Regions from separate parts of the Danio rerio genome. Here region 1 is linked to region 2. The links are chromatin contacts, called in public Hi-C maps. All regions are on one chromosome and are shown on one strand. Each heading gives the region's core, a stretch centred on a gene start, on an enhancer-like site or on the middle of the called end of the contact. The rest is flanking DNA. Distances are from core to core; before and after follow the strand shown. Region 1 holds the start of slc32a1 (solute carrier family 32 member 1). Region 2 overlaps arhgap40 (Rho GTPase activating protein 40).

Region 1 (5,592 bases), core at 1,296-3,795, 45 kb after region 2:
ACATTTGTTAATATAGTTGCTCTGGTAAAATGCAGATAATCCAGCCATGGTGAAAGAAGCAAACAGAATGGGAATAATGGCAAGATTATGGATTGTAGAGGTGAGAAAATCAATGAGATGTTTTTCACGCTATGAGACAGGAGGCAGACTTGCACACCCAATATACACAAACACATTGAATACGATTAAAACACACTATCTTTGAGAAAAGTGGATAGAACATAATGTTTTAAATGGCTTTATAGTCTTCACATAATGCTCAGAAAGCCAGAATATTATATCTGATTAATTTTTGAATAGGGTAGATCAATATGTTTTTTTTTCACTTAAACCTATATTTTACCAGGAAAATATCCTAATTTGTAATCTATTTATTATATGATAATATATTATTTTAGGGTTGCTCCTGCATAGGGAATTCAAGGTGGCCAACTGCATTACATTTATTACCACATCCACCTTTTGACAAAAATCATGTATTTAATTACATTTAATGTTAGGCTCATAATTTAATATTTTACTTTACAGGAATAATGCTGAATAACTCTGATTATGTTATATTATATTAGCATTTATGTATTATAATATATTATAACATTAATGCAAAATATTAAAACGTCCATGATAACATAAGTCGTGCCTGTTTACCTATAAAGAAATCTAAACTGCATTGTTTAATCTGCATTCACATTGTAATCAGGTTTTTTTTCCTTCTAATGTGCTTGGTATCTGAGCTGAATTCTGTGTAAAAGCGCTGACAATCGCCCGTGTGCGCATGCGCCGTTCTTCAGACGATTGTGTTTCTGCGGCTGTAAATCCCGGAGCTCGAGCTCTGCGCGCGGCTGATAACGGCGCTCCGATTAACCCGTTCCACTCCCACCGGGAAACACAGGCCGAGAGGCCGAGCACAGCCTGCGGGACCAGGGAGACCTCCGGGGAAAACACCATTGCTGATTCAAAAGATTAGATACGGACAATACAGCAACGCTTCTGTTTATATCGCGTGCAAACAGCAGAATAACTCCGTGACACTAAACGAGGATCAGTGGAAAACACAGATTTGTTTATTTTTATGAAAATTAAATCTTGTCTGTGGAAAACTAATGAAATTAAATTAAATGATACATCAGATTCAATCTATTAGACAAACCAATTTTCTCAGCATTGCCCTAATTTACAGCTAACATCCTAAATTGTGACGCAATTTTAATAGTTAGAATATTTATCATGTCAGTATATTTTTACATATGTTCAATGTGTTGTTGTTTTTGTAAGTGTGTAGCATTTGTTTTTCAATCTAAGTACTATTCAATAGTGGATAAAATAAAGCGGGTCATTTCTAATTATTCGTTAACATTTGAGCTCCTAATGACACCAAATATGTTCGCAACCATCCCGACGATTATCTAAAAATAGTGGATTAATTTAGGATTTCATTTAAGGTTTATTTCTTTAAAGACCGGGTGTCGCTTTTTGCTTTAGATAAACGATTAGTCAGTCTCTTCAGCTCTTTTGAGAATAATATTAATACGTGATCATATTGTGATTATATAAAAAACTGAATAGGCTATTAAATATTTCCAAATATTTTATGCAAACGAATAAGAGAATATTGAGCTTGTATTATATTTTATAAAAGCATCCAGTTGTTTGCAGCAAGCCACAAATAAATGCTAAGAACAAAACTTAGAAAAGTCCACTTGGATATGATGATTATAAAACGACAAAAATGCTAATAAACGAAAAATCCATAAGAGATCAAAATTATAATTAGTTTAAATAGACTATTAACTTTTTTAACGTTTTTATAAAAACAGTGTCCCAAAACATGATGCAGAAACTCATTAAGGCAAACAGCCCAGCGCACTGCCCCGTGACAAATAATCCAAGAGAAATACGCGTGCTATTTTTCTAAATAAAACCAACACATCGCTTAACATAACTTGGTACTTAGCCATCAAAAAATCTCTATATCTATCAAATCTGCGACATGTTTCTTGCTCATTTCCTTGTCGAATAAAAGTAGGTTTTAAATCCGTTCAAGCTGCGAGTATTCCGACATCAACTCTACAAGCGTCGTCGAGGGTGGCACGTCTCCTCTTCTTGAAAAAAAGAGAGTAAAAACTGATCCTAAACATTCACGTGAAGCCATAAAAATGGAGAGTTCAAGCTGGGAAAAGAAAGGAAGGAAAAAAAACACAAGAACAGTTCAAGAACACTTTTTGTGTCCATGTGAGATCTACTCTGATGCTGGAGACGGTTTATATATACGTAAAGTTATGCAACACTATGAGACCCCGGATGCCATTGGGTGTTGTGACCAAGTATAGTGGGCATAATGAGATTGGAGAGGAAGGATGGGGTCCTGCAAGCACCTCCCCTAGAAATGCAGCAAATCTTTACCCCGTTTTTTTCCTCCCGTCGGTGCGGAGTAGCGCGCGCATTGGGAGCCGGAGACGCGAGACTAGCATTGGCAGGCTGACGGTGACACGTGCCTCCCTCTCAACACCCCCGAGCTCCCGTGTACCGCATTGGCATCAGCGACGGCCACTGAAACACAGGAGTCGAAGCTGTGCCACGGATACAGAGGACGGAAAGCCCGCGTAAAGCTGCGAGCATTCTCCTTTACGCACCGGACCATAAACTTGCTCTCGCCCGAAACGCGCGTCAAGAGTTCGGCCAGAATAGAGTGAGAGAGGAGCGGGCCAACAGGATGCGGGCGCCAGGCATCATCTACGTCTGAAAGTGACATGAACCACGGAATTAGCCAAAACAGCAGGCGTGATTTCAGTCAGAACCGGAGATAACGAATACGCGTCACCACGAGAGTCCGTTCTCTTCTCGCGCAGACAAAGAGCTCCGGTCACGCACTAAATCTGAAATATCTAGAGGAAAAAAACATTCGCTGAGGTATCTAGACACCTGTCTCGTTTAGCAGAACAATCATGGCTACGTTAATAAGAAGCAAGATCTCGAATAAGCTGTCCAACGCGGCCACTACCGTCACCAATAAGTCGCAGGCGAAGGTGAGCGGGATGTTCGCCAGACTGGGCTTCCAGGCCGCCACCGATGAGGAGGCTTTGGGTTTCGCCGCCTGCGATGATCTGGACTATGACCACAGGCAGGGGCTTCAAATGGACATCCTAAAAAACGATGAGATGGGGGGAGAGGGCGGCGGGGAAATGGGGGAAGATGGGATGGCCGAAGGGGACAGCCATTACCAGAGGGATGGAACGGGTCCACCGCCCTCAGCATCCAAAGACGGGGGACTTTGCTCCGAAATTGGCAACCCGGACAAGCCCAGAATCACTGCTTGGGAAGCGGGCTGGAACGTGACCAACGCGATCCAGGTAAAGGCGCATCGTCAGGCGTCACGCGTCATGGCGATGCATAGCTGTGAACAAATTCATGTCCTAAAGTTGTGTGGAAATGCGTAAAAGCGAGTTGCGGTATGAATGTGAACAGTCTGTTTTATTAAAGATGAGCTGTGCTTTTAAATGGCGTAGGTTTTTCTTGTGCTGATGTCGTGTTATAGTGAAGGACTTGAAGGAGGAACATAGGTTAAGGCAGGTTTATCAACGAGTTGAGCTTCAAAAAATAGTGCTCATGAAATATCATTCATTCGACCTATTAAACCTACATTAGGTATCAAGAGACGGAGATTCGTGTTGTTTGCGTGAGAAATTCCATCTATTTTCGACGTGCGTAAACTGGAGAGAGTAATGCTTCTTTTACATTAAAACATAAACAATATTTAAACGCATTTAAAATTGTAATATTGTACACATCGACTTGGAAAATACGTTCTCGAGTATTGCAAAAACGTGTTCACAATACTAAAAAACACGTTTAATCATGCGCACTTAAACCTCTTAATAGCCAATCTGACATCCGTGACGTGACTCCCTGCCTATTTGATTCATCCAGATGACGACACAATGAGGTGAGCGTGACTTTGCTCACAGCAAATGGAATTTCGGCACTGAATTCCTGCAGTGAACACAGGGCGCATTCCCTCCACACAAGTTCATTATTACCACAGTTATATTTGCAATAAAGCAGCCTACACAAAAAAAGCTTCATTTTACGCACCAAGTACCATATGCATTTGACTGGAGAATAGATAATATAGGTTACACCAAACAACCCACCATTTTACGCTTCAAATACTTGCGCGTTTAGAGAATAGAGAATAGACAAAGACAGTTACACCATAAAACGCACCATTTTACGCACCAAACACTATATGCATTTGATCAGAGAATAGATAATAAACCAGGTTAACCCGAAAAACGTAACATTTTACGCACCGATACCTTAAGCATTTGATCAGATAACAGATATTAAAGGTTACACCAAAAACGCACTATTTTACGCACCAAATAACTCATGCATTTGATCAGAGAATAGATAATAAAAAAGGCTATCCCAAAACGTACAATTTTACGCACCAAATACCCTGTGCATTTGATCAGAGAATAGATAAAAGCTACACCAAAAACCCAGTATTTTACGCAGCAAATACCTTATGCATCTGATCAGAAAATAGATATTAAAGGTTACTACAAACAAACGCACCGTTTTACGCACCAAATAACTTATGCATTTGATCAGAGAACAAAGAAGGTTACACCAAAAACGCAGCATACACTACAGGCATTTGATCAGAGAATAGATGTGTAGCGATGTTAGGTCACTTGTGAGTGATGATGTGCACAAAAGCAGCGGTCTGTGGTGTAAAGCGCTTGCTGTGCTTCTCTCCCGCAGGGCATGTTCGTGCTCGGGTTACCCTACGCCATTCTCCACGGTGGATATCTCGGACTGTTCCTCATTATATTCGCCGCCGTCGTGTGCTGCTACACAGGCAAAATCCTCATCGCCTGCCTCTATGAAGAGAACGAAGACGGCCAGTTGGTGCGAGTGAGAGACTCGTACGTGGACATCGCCAACGCCTGCTGCGCTCCGCGCTTCCCCGCGCTCGGAGGACACGTCGTCAACGTGGCACAGATCATCGAGCTCGTCATGACCTGCATTTTGTACGTCGTGGTCAGCGGGAACCTGATGTACAACAGCTTCCCCACCCTCCCAGTGTCCCAGAGGTCCTGGGCCATCATCGCCACCGCCGCTCTCCTGCCTTGCGCCTTCCTCAAGAACCTCAAAGCCGTGTCCAAGTTTAGCTTGCTCTGCACCCTAGCGCACTTCATCATCAACATCCTAGTGATCGCCTACTGCCTGTCCAGGGCGCGAGACTGGGCGTGGGACAAGGTCAAGTTCTACATCGACGTCAAGAAGTTCCCCATCTCCATCGGCATCATCGTGTTCAGCTACACCTCGCAGATCTTCCTGCCCTCACTGGAGGGGAACATGCAGAAGCCCAGCGAGTTCCACTGCATGATGAACTGGACGCACATCGCGGCCTGCATCCTCAAGGGCCTGTTCGCCCTGGTGGCTTACCTGACGTGGGCTGATGAAACCAAGGAGGTGATCACGGACAACCTGCCGTCCAGCATCCGCGCCGTCGTCAACCTGTTCCTGGTGTCGAAGGCGCTGCTGTCGTACCCGCTGCCGTTCTTCGCCGCGGTGGAGGTCCTC
Region 2 (5,010 bases), core at 1,268-3,767:
ACACACACACACACACACACACACTTACACATATACACTCACACACACACAAACACACACACATATACATATACACTCATTTACACACACACACACACACTCACATACATACACACTCACTCACACAAACAAACACTTACAAATATACATACATACACACGCACACACACACACATACACACTCAGTCACACACACACACACACACACACACTTACACATATACACTCACACACACAAACACACACTTACACATATACATACACTCTCACTCACACAAACACACACACGTATATATGCACACACACACACACTTACACATATACATACATACACATACATACACACACTCTCACACTCACACACTTACACATTTACATACATACTCTCACACACACTTACATATACACACACATACACACACACACACACACACTTACACATATACATACACACACTCACACACACTTACACATACAGTATATATCCTCACACACATGTAATGTAACAAGCACTCACACATTCACATACAAGTATATACACAAACAATCTCGAATGTTTGCTCGCACACAAATTCAAAAACACAAATGCTCTCTCACACACACACACACACACACACACACATACACAAACTCGTTTGTCATCGCAGCAGCTCATACATTCGTGAGATGGTGTGTTAGTGAGATCATGCTGTGTAATAGTGTACAACATCCATCACACACTGTCACTTTCATCCTGCTCCACACACACACACACACACACACACACACGGAAGTATCTCAGCTTTGTGAACATTACATTTCAGAGTCGTTTGCTAATGTTCATCTGACAGAATGAAGATGATCTGAACTCATATTAAAGCCACATGGCGTCTCTTCACACACTTAAAGCTCCCATTAAATTTAAAATAAAGTGTTTTAGATGTTAGTATCGGTGTTCGAACTGATATCTGTAATCTAGAGTCTCCAGAACAGTGACAAAACTCACATGTGGCAGATATAAACCTGGTATAAACATCGACAGTTTGCCTCTTTAAATGCATCAATGAGTTTCTCTGCCGTCTCCTCATACTTCAGTTTCTCATCTACTCTTCTAACCAATCAAAATGCTCTCTACTGTCTGACAGGCCCCGCCCTCTTTTTCCTCATTGGCTGTTTATTTGATGCACTTAAGCTTAAACATTCTCACTGGCAGAGCTGTGAGAAAAAGAAATGCTATTGGCTGTTTTTAAGGGGAGGAGCTACTATATGCCCCGCCCTCTCTATGCTTCAGTCGAGATTATGTCAAACATCGAATAAATGATGGACATTACAAAGCACTTAACGAGACATTTAACGATGAGCACTTCACAAAGACAACCACAACTACTGTTCAAAACAAAACCTTCAGGAGTTCACACTCAGCTGATAATTGATTATAAAGTGTGTTTGGCATGCTGTCCCGGAAGAGAGCCCAGAGCTAAAAAGATCGTCGAGCCTGGGGCTACCACCCGTTTGCAGGGTGAGAGGGGAGTTTGAGCTGAGGCAGATGTGGAGAACTCCCCTGCTGTAGTAGTTAATGAACAGATAGTGATCGCTCTTAAGAGAGAACTACTGACTAGCAGCATGTCTATGACTAATCCACATCAGCACCAGTTAACTTAAGCTGCATGTTTCTGGATGGTGGGAGGAAACCGGGGAACCTGGGGGAAACCCATGTAAACATGGGGAGAACGTGTAAACTCTGCACAGAAACGCCAACTAGCTTGTTGAGGACTACAACCAGTAGTGTTCTTGCTGTGAGCCAACCCATCTAGGAAAGGAGGAGGAGTAGAGGTGGAAGGGGGTATTCTTGAAGATGAAGATGGCTGTGATATGGAGCTGAGGGTGTTTATAGTGGATTAGGAATCGTCTGATTGGTCAATCATAAATTGGATAATGCGGGACCGGCTGCAGGTAATCATAAACACGTGATCCTCTCGACATTAGTGTATAAATAAATAAAAGACAAGATACAAACACCAGCACCAATCAAACCATCAGGATAAAAGTGTTGTTTGGTCTTGTTTTTAGGCAAATAAATAAAAACTCTTTAATTATGATGCATTTTATACACAAGTAAAAATATATTGTTTGGTTTTCAGAAATAATGATTGTAAATGAAATGAGTTTTTCCTTAAAACAAGCAAAATAATCTGCCAATGAGGGAAGGGAAATAATCAGATCATAGCTTCTGTTAAGGAAGAACTCACTCACTCTTCACTTATTTCTGAAAACAAGACTCGATTTTCACTTGTCTTGAAACGTGTCTTTATTGCAGTATGTTTAGACATTTAGATTAAAAACAAGACAAAAATACTCAGTAATTGCAGTATCAGCAGTCCTGATTGGTTTTCGGTGTGTTTGATAACATAAGGCGGTGTGTGTGTGTGTGTGTGTGTGTGTGTGTGTGTGTGTGTGCTGTTGTTCAGTGAGGGTCACAGTCGGCTGATCAGGGACAAAGACTGTAGAAGGATGTTCTGTCAGCAGTAAAATCAGATGTAGGTCACCGTTCGAGCCCGCGGAGCCCAGAGCCAAACACACAAACACTGATGCCCGCGGCTAACACATGACCATTTCCCATCAGCATACACACACACACACGCTCATCTACACACACAGAATACACATGTGCAAACCATAAAAACAGACACATATGCTCATCTACACAAACTCACACACAAATTACACACGTGAATACATTAAAAAACACACAACACACAAACATATGCTCATTTACACACACATACACACACACACAAACGCTCATTTACACGGAAACAAATACAGAATACACAGGTACAAACATTAAACACACAGACATGCTCATCTACACAGACACACACACACAGTGCAAACCTTAAAAGCACACACAACACACACACTCATTTACACACATGCGCGCGCACACACACACACACACACACGCACACGCACACACACATGCTCATTTATACACACACAGCATATACATGTGCAAACCCTAAAAACACAACACACACACGTGCTTGTCTAAACACACACACACATGCTCATCTATACAAACACACACACAGCATACAAATATGCAAACCTTAAACACACACACACACACACACACACACACACAGAATCCACGTGCAAACCTTAAAAGCGCAAACACAACACACACACTCATCTATACACACTCATCTACAAACATGCGCACACACACACACACACACGCTCATTTATACACACACACACACAGAATTTACATGTGCAAACCCTAAAAAACACACAACACTCACACACACATGCTCATCTACACACACTCACACACACACACACAGAATTTACATATGTAAACCCCAAAAACACACAACACTCACACACACATACTCATCTACACACACACTCATTTATATACACACACACACACACACACACAAAGCATATACATGTGCAAACCTTAAAAACATAACACACACACAGACACACGTGCTTGTCTAAACACAAACACACACACACAAACTCATCTAAATACACACACACACCATGCATATGTGCAAACCTTTAAAACACAAACACATACATGCTCATCTACACATGCACACACTCATCATAACACACAGAATACACATGTGCAAACCTTTAAAACACAAAACACACACATACACAAACAGACACACACACACACACACACACACACATGCTCATCCACACAAAGGATACAGAGAATTCACGTGCAAACATTAAAACACACACAAACGCACACATAAGCTAGTCTACACACACACAGAATACACGTTCAAACACATTAAACACACACTCATACACATGCTGACATTAATAAATACAACACACAGATATGCTCATCTTCACACACACATATGCTCAAACACACAAATGCTCTTCTACATACACACAGAACATTAAACGCACACACACACAAACCCATTTGATCATATATCACACACACATCAGCATCTCTGCGTATTCTCCTCCTGTGTGTGTGTGACATGACCTGTACGCAAACACACACACATTTTCTGGATGTTCTGAATGTGTGAGTTGTGTGATCTGTATTCAGTGTTCTCCTTTTCAGTCCACAGACTCTTAAATGAAGATGATGATGATGATGATGATGGTGAGATGTGGAGTGTGTAGATCTGCTGTTCAGCTCTGCTCATGTGCAGGATGTGGAGTGTAACGCTTGTGTTTGTGTGTGTGTGTGTGTGTGTGTCTCGCTGGCTTTTATAAACTGATTTATATTCATGATGTAATAAACACACTTTGATTTGAGTCTGTCTGCTGTCTCCTTATTTGTGTGTGTGTGTGTGTGTGTGTGTGTGTGTGTGTGTGTGTGTGTGTGTGTGTGTGTCCATTATCTCTGCTGAATGTGCTGTAAAATGACATCAGCAGCTTCACAACACTATCAGTGACAGGCAGACGCTCAAGAACAGCAGTGTGTGTGTGTGTGTGTGTGTGTGTGTGTGTATTGATCTGCGACCGCAGCGTTATCTCTCGCTCCGCGGTGATCAAGCGCTGATCTGATGGTCTACAGACGCGTTCATCACTGTATGCGTTCCAAGTGTGTGTCAGATTAATGATACGTTTCGTGTACGCTCATGTTGACCTTATTCTGTGATGCAGAAATAAACTGGTTTGCACTGTTTGTGGGTAACACATCACAAATGCCTTATTGATGAGGCCAGAGGTCAGAGGAGAATGGCCAGACTGGTTCCAGCTGATAGAAAGGCAACAGTAACTCAAATAAGCACTCGTTACAACCGAGCTCTGCAGAAGAGCATCTCTGAACACACAACACGGCCAACCTTGAGGCGGATGGGCTACAGCAGCAGAAGAGCACACCGGGTGCCGCTCCTGTCAGCTAAGAACAGGAAACTGAGGCTACAATTCACACAGACTCACCAAAACTGGACAATAGAAGATTGGAGAAACGTTGCTGCTCTGATGAGTCTCCATTTCTGCTGACACATTCAGATGCTCGGCTCAGACAACATGAAAGCATGG

The links. Hi-C and Micro-C count contacts between places; a contact is called where the count stands out from the background.
Region 1: a contact with region 2 is called in a Hi-C map of an unstated tissue, with 4 times the contacts expected there. The contact joins the promoter of slc32a1 here to the enhancer-like site in region 2. A contact is called at or near these places in 5 of 18 Hi-C or Micro-C datasets (embryo, fibroblasts, hematopoietic stem cells and 1 more) and 1 of 4 datasets of contacts at active chromatin or transcription factors (gastrula embryo).

The regions. Positions count from the first base shown.
Region 1 is chr6:62,958,223-62,963,814 of GRCz12tu, forward strand. It overlaps slc32a1 (solute carrier family 32 member 1), which reads left to right and starts at 2,546. Exons shown (of 2, transcript NM_001080701.1): 1 at 2,546-3,350; 2 at 4,768-5,592. The coding sequence starts at 2,946. All of the region lies in intron 1 of LOC141386393 (a long non-coding RNA gene), which reads right to left.
Region 2 is chr6:62,913,049-62,918,058 of GRCz12tu, forward strand. It overlaps arhgap40 (Rho GTPase activating protein 40), which reads left to right. Exons shown (of 16, transcript XR_012408317.1): 16 at 4,082-4,278. All of the region lies in intron 2 of LOC141386393 (a long non-coding RNA gene), which reads right to left. Among named protein-coding and RNA genes, the nearest start is that of slc32a1, 45 kb to the right of the region's middle. Within about 2 kb of position 2,518, at least 7 of the 62 cell types and tissues checked have an H3K27ac peak or open chromatin away from gene starts, as enhancers often do.